Linked DNA regions of Gossypium hirsutum: region 2 is linked to region 1. Evidence: chromatin contacts called from public Hi-C data. All regions are on one chromosome and are shown on one strand. The core of a region is the stretch at or near the end of the contact, and the rest is flanking DNA. Distances in the headings are between cores, read along the strand shown.

What was found. A called contact is a pair of places that touch in the nucleus more often than the background predicts.
Region 2: a Hi-C map of leaf shows a contact between it and region 1, with 2.0 times the contacts expected there. The contact joins the promoter of LOC107952802 here to the enhancer-like site in region 1. A contact is called at or near these places in 2 of 34 Hi-C or Micro-C datasets (both in leaf).

What each region holds. Positions count from the first base shown.
Region 1 is chrA07:64,434,209-64,438,130 of Gossypium_hirsutum_v2.1, forward strand. No RefSeq gene overlaps it. Among protein-coding and RNA genes, the nearest start is that of LOC121204345, 16 kb to the right of the region's middle. Within about 2 kb of position 1,638, at least 3 of the 9 cell types and tissues checked have an H3K27ac peak or open chromatin away from gene starts, as enhancers often do. A contact at or near this core is called in leaf, where this site is marked.
Region 2 is chrA07:64,616,622-64,620,543 of Gossypium_hirsutum_v2.1, forward strand. LOC107952802 (N-acetyltransferase 9-like protein) reads right to left here and starts at 1,734. Exons shown (of 6, transcript XM_016887981.2): 1 at 1,110-1,734; 2 at 935-1,006; 3 at 735-822. The coding sequence starts at 1,284. TRNAL-CAG (transfer RNA leucine (anticodon CAG)) reads right to left here and starts at 1,811; the gene lies at 1,731-1,811.

The DNA of each region.
Region 1 (3,922 bases), core at 388-2,887:
CTCAACAATTCTGCGGTTTCCCATTACCACCAATCTTACCATTGTCGCTGTTGTCATTTTTATCCTATTCTTTCTCATGGTCTCCCCCACCATTGCTTGTTTCTTTTAGGCTTGGAAAATTCAAACTTGTCTTTCCTCATACCAAGCTTGATAAGGTTTTTGCTTGGCCATGGCTTTGGTAAGCTTTTTGACCCCTAGTCGACACAACTCTTACTTCGCTGAAGGCTTTAACCCATCTTAGAACCAGTATAATGTCTCTTTCTCACTCAAGTCAGAGATTTGAAGCATTAATTTACTAAAGTCTTTAAAATACTCCTAAATAGTACCTTGTTTCATAAAATGGTGCAGCTTATCTCGAGCCTCCTCCTTAACATAATATGGGTAAAACTGCTTCAAATATTTTTCAAACTCCTCTCATATCCCAAGTGTAGTCCCACCGCGTTTCCCATCTGTGGACCTATGATGCCACCATAAGATAGTGACACCAGTAAAATAAATTAGATTAGTATTTACCTTAGTGGCATCATCTTCAATGCCCATCGCGCGAAATTACTATTCCATCCCCTATAAGAATTTATCCACATCCCTTGCGAGCCTCATCCCCTTAAACTCTTTCAGCTTTAAGACATCCACCTTAGGTTTGGGTGTCGTAACCAACACCCCATTACCCAAAGAAGTTTTGCAAATAATAAGCCCTCCTTTGACTCAATCTGTTCCTTCGAAGTCGACACCACAACATCGAGAGCATCATCCCTTACTGTCAGCTTATCCACAATGGAATTGAACACCCATTGCATCGCTTTCACTTTGGAACTGAGAGCCTTCACCACAAGCTTGGGTGTCGCAACCAACACCCCATTACCCAAAGAAGTTTTGCAAATAATGAGCCCCCCTTTGAGCTCTTCAATATGTTCTTTCGAAGTCGACACCATAACATCGAGAGCATCATCCCTTACTATCAGCTTCTCCACAATGGAATTGAACACCCATTGCATCACTTTCTCATTGGAACCGAGAGCTTTCATCGCAAAATCCTTGAATTGTTCTTTACAAAAGAGAGAAAAAGAAATCCTTAAAAACAATAAATAAACGAACGTGTTTGACTTTAAAAGAAGGGTAAACTATACAAATAGTCACCCAATTATAAAAAAAAATTCATTTGAGGCATCTAAAATAAAAAGTTTGTGATTTAAGCACTCACATTACATAGTTTGATCATTTTGATCACTCTTATTAAAATCACAAATGACAAGCTGATTAAAAAATTGGTATAATAACAAATTTAGCCCTAAGTTTTACATATTATATCGATTTAGTCATAATTTTAAAAAATTAACCCTCAAAATCTACAAATGTTTTCAATTTGATCTTAATTCTAAAAAAATCAAAGAAATATATAAAAATACATAAATATTTTTTTAAAATATAATAATAAATTTTAAATACATATTTAAAAATAAATAAATATTTTTCACAAAATATAATAATAATTTTAATATTTATATTAATATTAAATAAAATAAAAATCCCCACCACCACCACTACAATCGTCCCCGTCCCCTCGTCCCTACCCCTGTCCCGCTTCCCCTTGTGATCTACTCTAATGTGCAGGATCATAGCTTTGCGTTTCAGTGATCTTTTCGAGGGAGGGGAGGTAGGCAGGGCGATGGTGGGGGCAAGTCTGATGGGGAAGGGGAGAGGGATGGAATGGAAGGATTTTTTTATTTTATTTAATATTAACATAATTATATTTATTTAATATTAATGTAAACTTTAATATAAAATTTAAATTTATTATATATATATTTAAAAATATTTATATATTTTTATATATTCCTTTGATTTTTTTTAGAATTAGTATCAAATTGAGAATATTTGTAAATTTTGATTGCTAATTTTTTAAAATTATGATTAAATCGATATAATATGTAAAAGTTGAGGGATAAATTTATTATTATATTGATTTTTAACTGCCATGTTAGCTTGTCTTTTGTGATTTTAACGAGGTGACCAAAATGACCGAACTACATAATGTGGATATTTAAACTGTAAATTTTATTTGTTTGAATGCCTAAAATAAATAAAAAAATATAATTAAATGGCTATCTTTATAGTTTACCCTAAAAAAATTATAGTTAAACGACCGAACTATCATTGGTTAAATTTAACGTTATTTATTTACACTTTTTATTTAAATTTAAAAAATTTAAATCTAATTTGAATTAATAATAATTATAATAATATAAATAAAAAAATGAATTAAATATAGTTGACATGATATAATTTTTAATCAATATATGATATAAGTAACAAATATAATAGTGAAAATTTTAAATTATGGTCTATTGGTTGAGTGTTTATTTTCTTTAAAATAATTTAAGTTGGAATCATCATTGTATAAAAAAATAAATATGATATTATTAAGAACATTGTATTCTTAAAAAATATATATATATAACTTCAACCTTGAAAATGAAGTTATTAATAAGACTAAGTATGAACATTAAATTAAAAAGAAAAATATTACATGTGATAAAGTGAGATATGGAATTGATAGTGAAGTTTGAATCCAAGAAAAGAAGATAGATTTTGTTTAGTTTTAGTTTGACGAAAACATGGAGTAGGAGGAAAGTGGGGTAGCTGAATCCAGATGCCGTGTCGGCTTCGCCATCTTAACATTGTGTCCATGTGTCGTTTTCAACTGCGGCTGCTGTCGTTTTGGGCAAAGTCGTAAACCGGCCTCCTCAACTTTCCAACAGCTTCGTTTTGTCGTACCAATAATTTTGGAATTCTTCTCTTTCTTTTTCAACATGCTTTGGGGAAATTAGAAAATAATTAAATTTGTAAACCATTGTATAATTAGATTGTTATAACAAATATATATTAAGTCAATTATTTTAATAAATTCACTTATGAATTTAATAGTCAACAATTAATCGTTAAATTACTTTACTGAATGAATGAATTAAAACAATTCGTTAAATAATTCAAGCTTTTAAAAATTTTGGGAAAGTATTCAAAAAATAAATAATTTTATATACAGTATAGAATCAAATATTATAATTTTATTTTTTAAAGATTTATTGATTGATTAAGCATTGGCTCAGAGTCTCTTTTAATTGATCTTTCTACATGGAGAAGCAACGTAAATGTACGTACGACACTACCACTTGTGTTTTTGAAGGGAATTTGGTATTACGTGAAAGTGAAAGATACTAGAAACTTTGAATAGATTATAGACCGCGTCTACTTTACATTTGAAACTCTTGTCTCTAGTTGGAGATAGTAGCCTAGCTAGCAGCTAGGACGGTTTGGGAATCGAATTCCATATTCACGGATACTTGATTTATTTTTTACAAATTTAAATTTTAAAATTGTTATTAGTTGCAAATTTAATGTAAAGATAGATTATATCTTAAATATTCATCGAATTCTTGTTTATTGGAATAATAGATGTAGATTCAAATTTAAATATTTGAATAAATTAGTTATAAAATGCTTATAATTTTAACTTTATAAATGTAAAATAATTTTAACAAATTTGAATTTATATTTTATGGATTTAAATATTAGAAAAATATTTGAAGATTTTAATTTTTTAATTGACATATCCTGTAAATAATCGTATTTATTTTGGATTTGGATTTGGATGGTAATATTCAAATTTTATTGTAAAAACTGGTAAATTGTGGTGCTTAACATTTAGCATTAACAAAATCATATAATTAATTAAGTTTAATTTAAAGGATATTTAGTGTTAATGCGTAAAGTCAAGAGTAACCCCATTTGGCTAATTAATTAAGAGTTGAAGAAAGAAGAGTTGATATTACTATTAAGGGTTGATTTCCTTGTATGGAAATTTACTAACGGAAATGTTGAAATGTACCCACACTCATACGCGTAATTTTTTCCCTCCCAAATG
Region 2 (3,922 bases), core at 484-2,983, 180 kb after region 1:
CATTGTTTTGTTTTCCTAGTAGATTTTATCACAGCAAAAACAAGGTCGTCAACTTTATCCTAAAAAATGCGACTAGAATAACACTCAACTTGAAATATCGAAACCAAGCCAGACACAAATATCAGAATGACCAAGCCACTTAAAGGAGAGTACATCTGAACAAGTAAGGAAAGCATATATGTGCCATGACACATAACAGCAAGAAATGAGAATCCAAATTGCCAGTTAACTTCTTCATCTGAGATGCATGTAAATTATTTGCCAATTGTCAACATCCATCATTTCATTATTCTTTTCTCCTCACAAGAGTTGTATTATCGAATCATCAAGTATCTAAGCATTCAATACAAACATCTTACGAAAACTGAGCGCTGGAGTCTACCAAGAACATAAAGGGACACAGTTGCTGTACACACACAATGACAACAAACCTATGAATAAGGCAATTACAGTCGGTATTCATCAGCATATGTTGTATACGATGGTGTAAAAGTTCTATTTACATTAAACCATTACTCAATTTCCACAGCACTCTTGCTCATAAATGATTAATCAGAATGAAAAGAAAAAAAAGAGAAAAGCAACAAACCCAACAAATTCTTAGAAAGAAAAGGAATCAAGTGCAAGAAATTCCATGTTGATGATTCAAAATGATTACACAAGTATGAAGGAAAGAGAGCGATGTCAGTTAAGAAATAGATTTTGTTGATTGTGAAGAAGTGCAAAGCAAGTACCTTTTTAGTTCAGCTATCATAATTTCAATCTCTGCTAATTGAGGGTCATCCAAATCATTCATGTAGATATTCACATCCCCGACCATGGCTGGATCATCGTTTACCATCAACTCCATATCAGTCCAAAACAATACGCTGAAGAAATCAAAGGGTTTCACTAAATTCTGTGCAATTAAGAAAAAGGTAGTAGATGAGGTGACCTTCCACATGAGGATTTCCATGAACAAACTTTTCCCCGACCATCTCCTTATCCAAAACAATGAAAGTTTTCTCTGTTGAAAACCAAGCTTAATCATTAAATTAAAGAAGAAGAAAACCCAATTGAGAAATTGGTATAAACAATCAGAAAAGGAAGTAAAAGAGAGAGAGAAGAACTGAGAGGGTCTTGGTTCCAGGAGAGCTGCATATCGTATTCCTGTTGGAGGGAGAGGGGCTCTGATCCGGTGGCTTGAAGGAGAGCAGGGTCTTGCATCCAGAGGTGGTACTTTGGGACATGTGCTTCCATGTATGGTACCATTATCACCTTCTGTCCTTCCAAGCTCACTCCCATGGCTACTGCTGGGTTGAGAGACCCTTGAAAGGCAAAAACCAAGAGGCTTTTTTCACTTTCCAGCTCCGGTATGGCTACTGTTGTTTTGTGGGGGGTTTAACTGCTAATTGCAACCGACATTAACATGGTTTCATATGGGTGTTTGGTTGAAACAAGGATCCCACTCATTGTGGTTGGAAGAACTTTGGGATTAGGATTGGCAGTTGCGGGCTCTTCAAACACTTGCTCCAAGTCTGACTATTTAGTTTGGCCCAACACTACACATAAATTCAGCAAGCATCAATATGATAAAAAATAGGAAGCCCCGTTTCTAATATGATAAAAAAGTGTAAAAATTTATTTTTGTCAAGAATGGGATTCGAACACATAAATTCAGCAAGCATCAATATGATAAAAAATAGGAAGCCCCGTTTCTAATATGATAAAAAAGTGTAAAAATTTATTTTTGTCAAGAATGGGATTCGAACCCATGCCCTTTCGGACTAGTACCTGAAACTAGCGCCTTAGACCAACTCGGCCATCTTGACTATTAACAGATGATTCTAAGAATCTTATTAAAAAATCAGAACAAGTCTTCTAATAAGATACTAATATGCTAATTCTAAAGTGATCAGTTAAAAATTCTAAAAACTCAAGTCAAACCAAAATGCTATTGTTAGTTTTGTAGTGTTTTTCAAAATAACTAATTCATGCTAAAAAAAGCTTGAGTTGAAAAAATTTTCTTTCAAATTTTCACCTTCATTAATGTTTTTCCCTTTTTTCCCTCTTAAACCAACAAATTCTCCTTAAAAGCTTCAAGAACTTGGTAAGATCACTCCAACCTTACTTATCTTAACCTTGATTTTTTATTGTTCCATGGTCCTTCATTGTAATAGGGATAGGACTTCATTTTGTTGATATAAGTGATCAATTGCTCATTGTTTTAATTGAATTTTAGCTTTGTATTGCTGCAGAAAAAATAAACTCCAGTTAGTGTTATGGAAGAAAGAAGATGATATGAGACCAGAGAAGGAAAGAAGAAAAAAGGTAGAGTTTTTCCTTTAATAATTTCATTTCATAAAGCTTATTTTCACATATAGTCACGCATAAATAGTGAGGTCTATAACTACAAATTACATAAACCAATAACCAACAACTATGACCTAAGCTTAACAAATTTCCTATACAGCTACTTTGTATTATGCCAGCTCAACATTCCAGTTGCGTCCTTCATTCTTCAATAATTTGTCTCTTGGTGCATGTGAATTTGAGTAGTAATCCCCTTTGCCTAACTCCTTGGTTCATTGTTATGGTCTTGGATTGTCCTACATTGTTTCCCCTTTTAGTTATTCTCTTGTCCAATATGACAACTAGGTACACAAGGGGTTGCCCATCACCAGCAACCTAGAGTTTTTTTTTTTTTCTTTTTTAGGAGATAACATAAAACACATTATGGATTTTAGCACTATTTGGTAATTTGAGCTTATAAACTATTGACCCCACTTTGGTAATTATAGAATAAGGGCAAAAGCACTTGAAAGAAAGCTTAAGCTGCTTCTTAAAAGCTAGTGTAGTTTGCTTGTAAGGTTGGATCTTCAAATAGACTTTTTCTCCCACCTCAATAATACAAATAAAAGAAAAACTTTCATTAAAGATTGAAATGTAGTAGGGCATCAATAAGGCCAAAAGGCATTAGTAAGCTAATTTAACAACTCTTCCAATTTTTTTTATTGTTAAGTTATTCAATTGTATATATTAAAAAACTGTGAAAGTTTATTGGGTTTCAAGTCTTAACTACACTAGTTGAGAATCTAGTTTAAGGGTTGCGGTTATAACTTTTGGGAGGGGTAGATTGATCTTTAGGTTTTTAAAATATATCTGGCTATGTAATTAATAATGTGTTGCATTTAAAAAATACAAAGGTGAGGAGTGTTTGTATTACTATAAATAGAGGTGGTTTCTTCACCTTTTAATTATCCTAAAATTTGTAATTTTTTTTGGTAGTGTTAGAGGATATATGCATAATTTGTTGAATCTCATCAAATTAATTTGTAGGAATATTCTATTTAAGAACTTGAGTTTTAAATGAGACTATTTGTGACTCTTCCAATTTTGTTAAAAATTAAACCTCGTATGATTTTCTGTTATAATAATTTTCTCTTTTACTCAACATAGTAATTGTAACTCTTCAACATGTAGCTTATATATAATTTCATTCAAAATTTTCTTGGTACTCCTCCACCATAACCTTCTGAAATAATGTGTTAAATTCTTTTATAATATCCAAACATGTCCTATTACAAAATCATAAATCTTTTATAAGCTCAGATCAAACTACATCAAGTTTTTGCATAATATAGTCATCAAAGTAGATTTAAACTTTCCTTATCAAATACATGGTAATAATCTCTAAGTTTTTGTAAACCCTACATTTTTCTTAAAAACTCTTGTAATTGATACTTGAGATCAATTGCCATATTTGAAAAATTTTAGACATAAGCATACAACTTCAGAAAACATAAACATATTTATATCAAACAAACCCAAACTCGTATTTAACACGACATCGCCATCATGTTCTTAGAACAAGAACAAATAAACTGGAAAATGTGGACTCGTATTCACTTGTGTAATATGATTTCTAGTTTTGGACCAGACA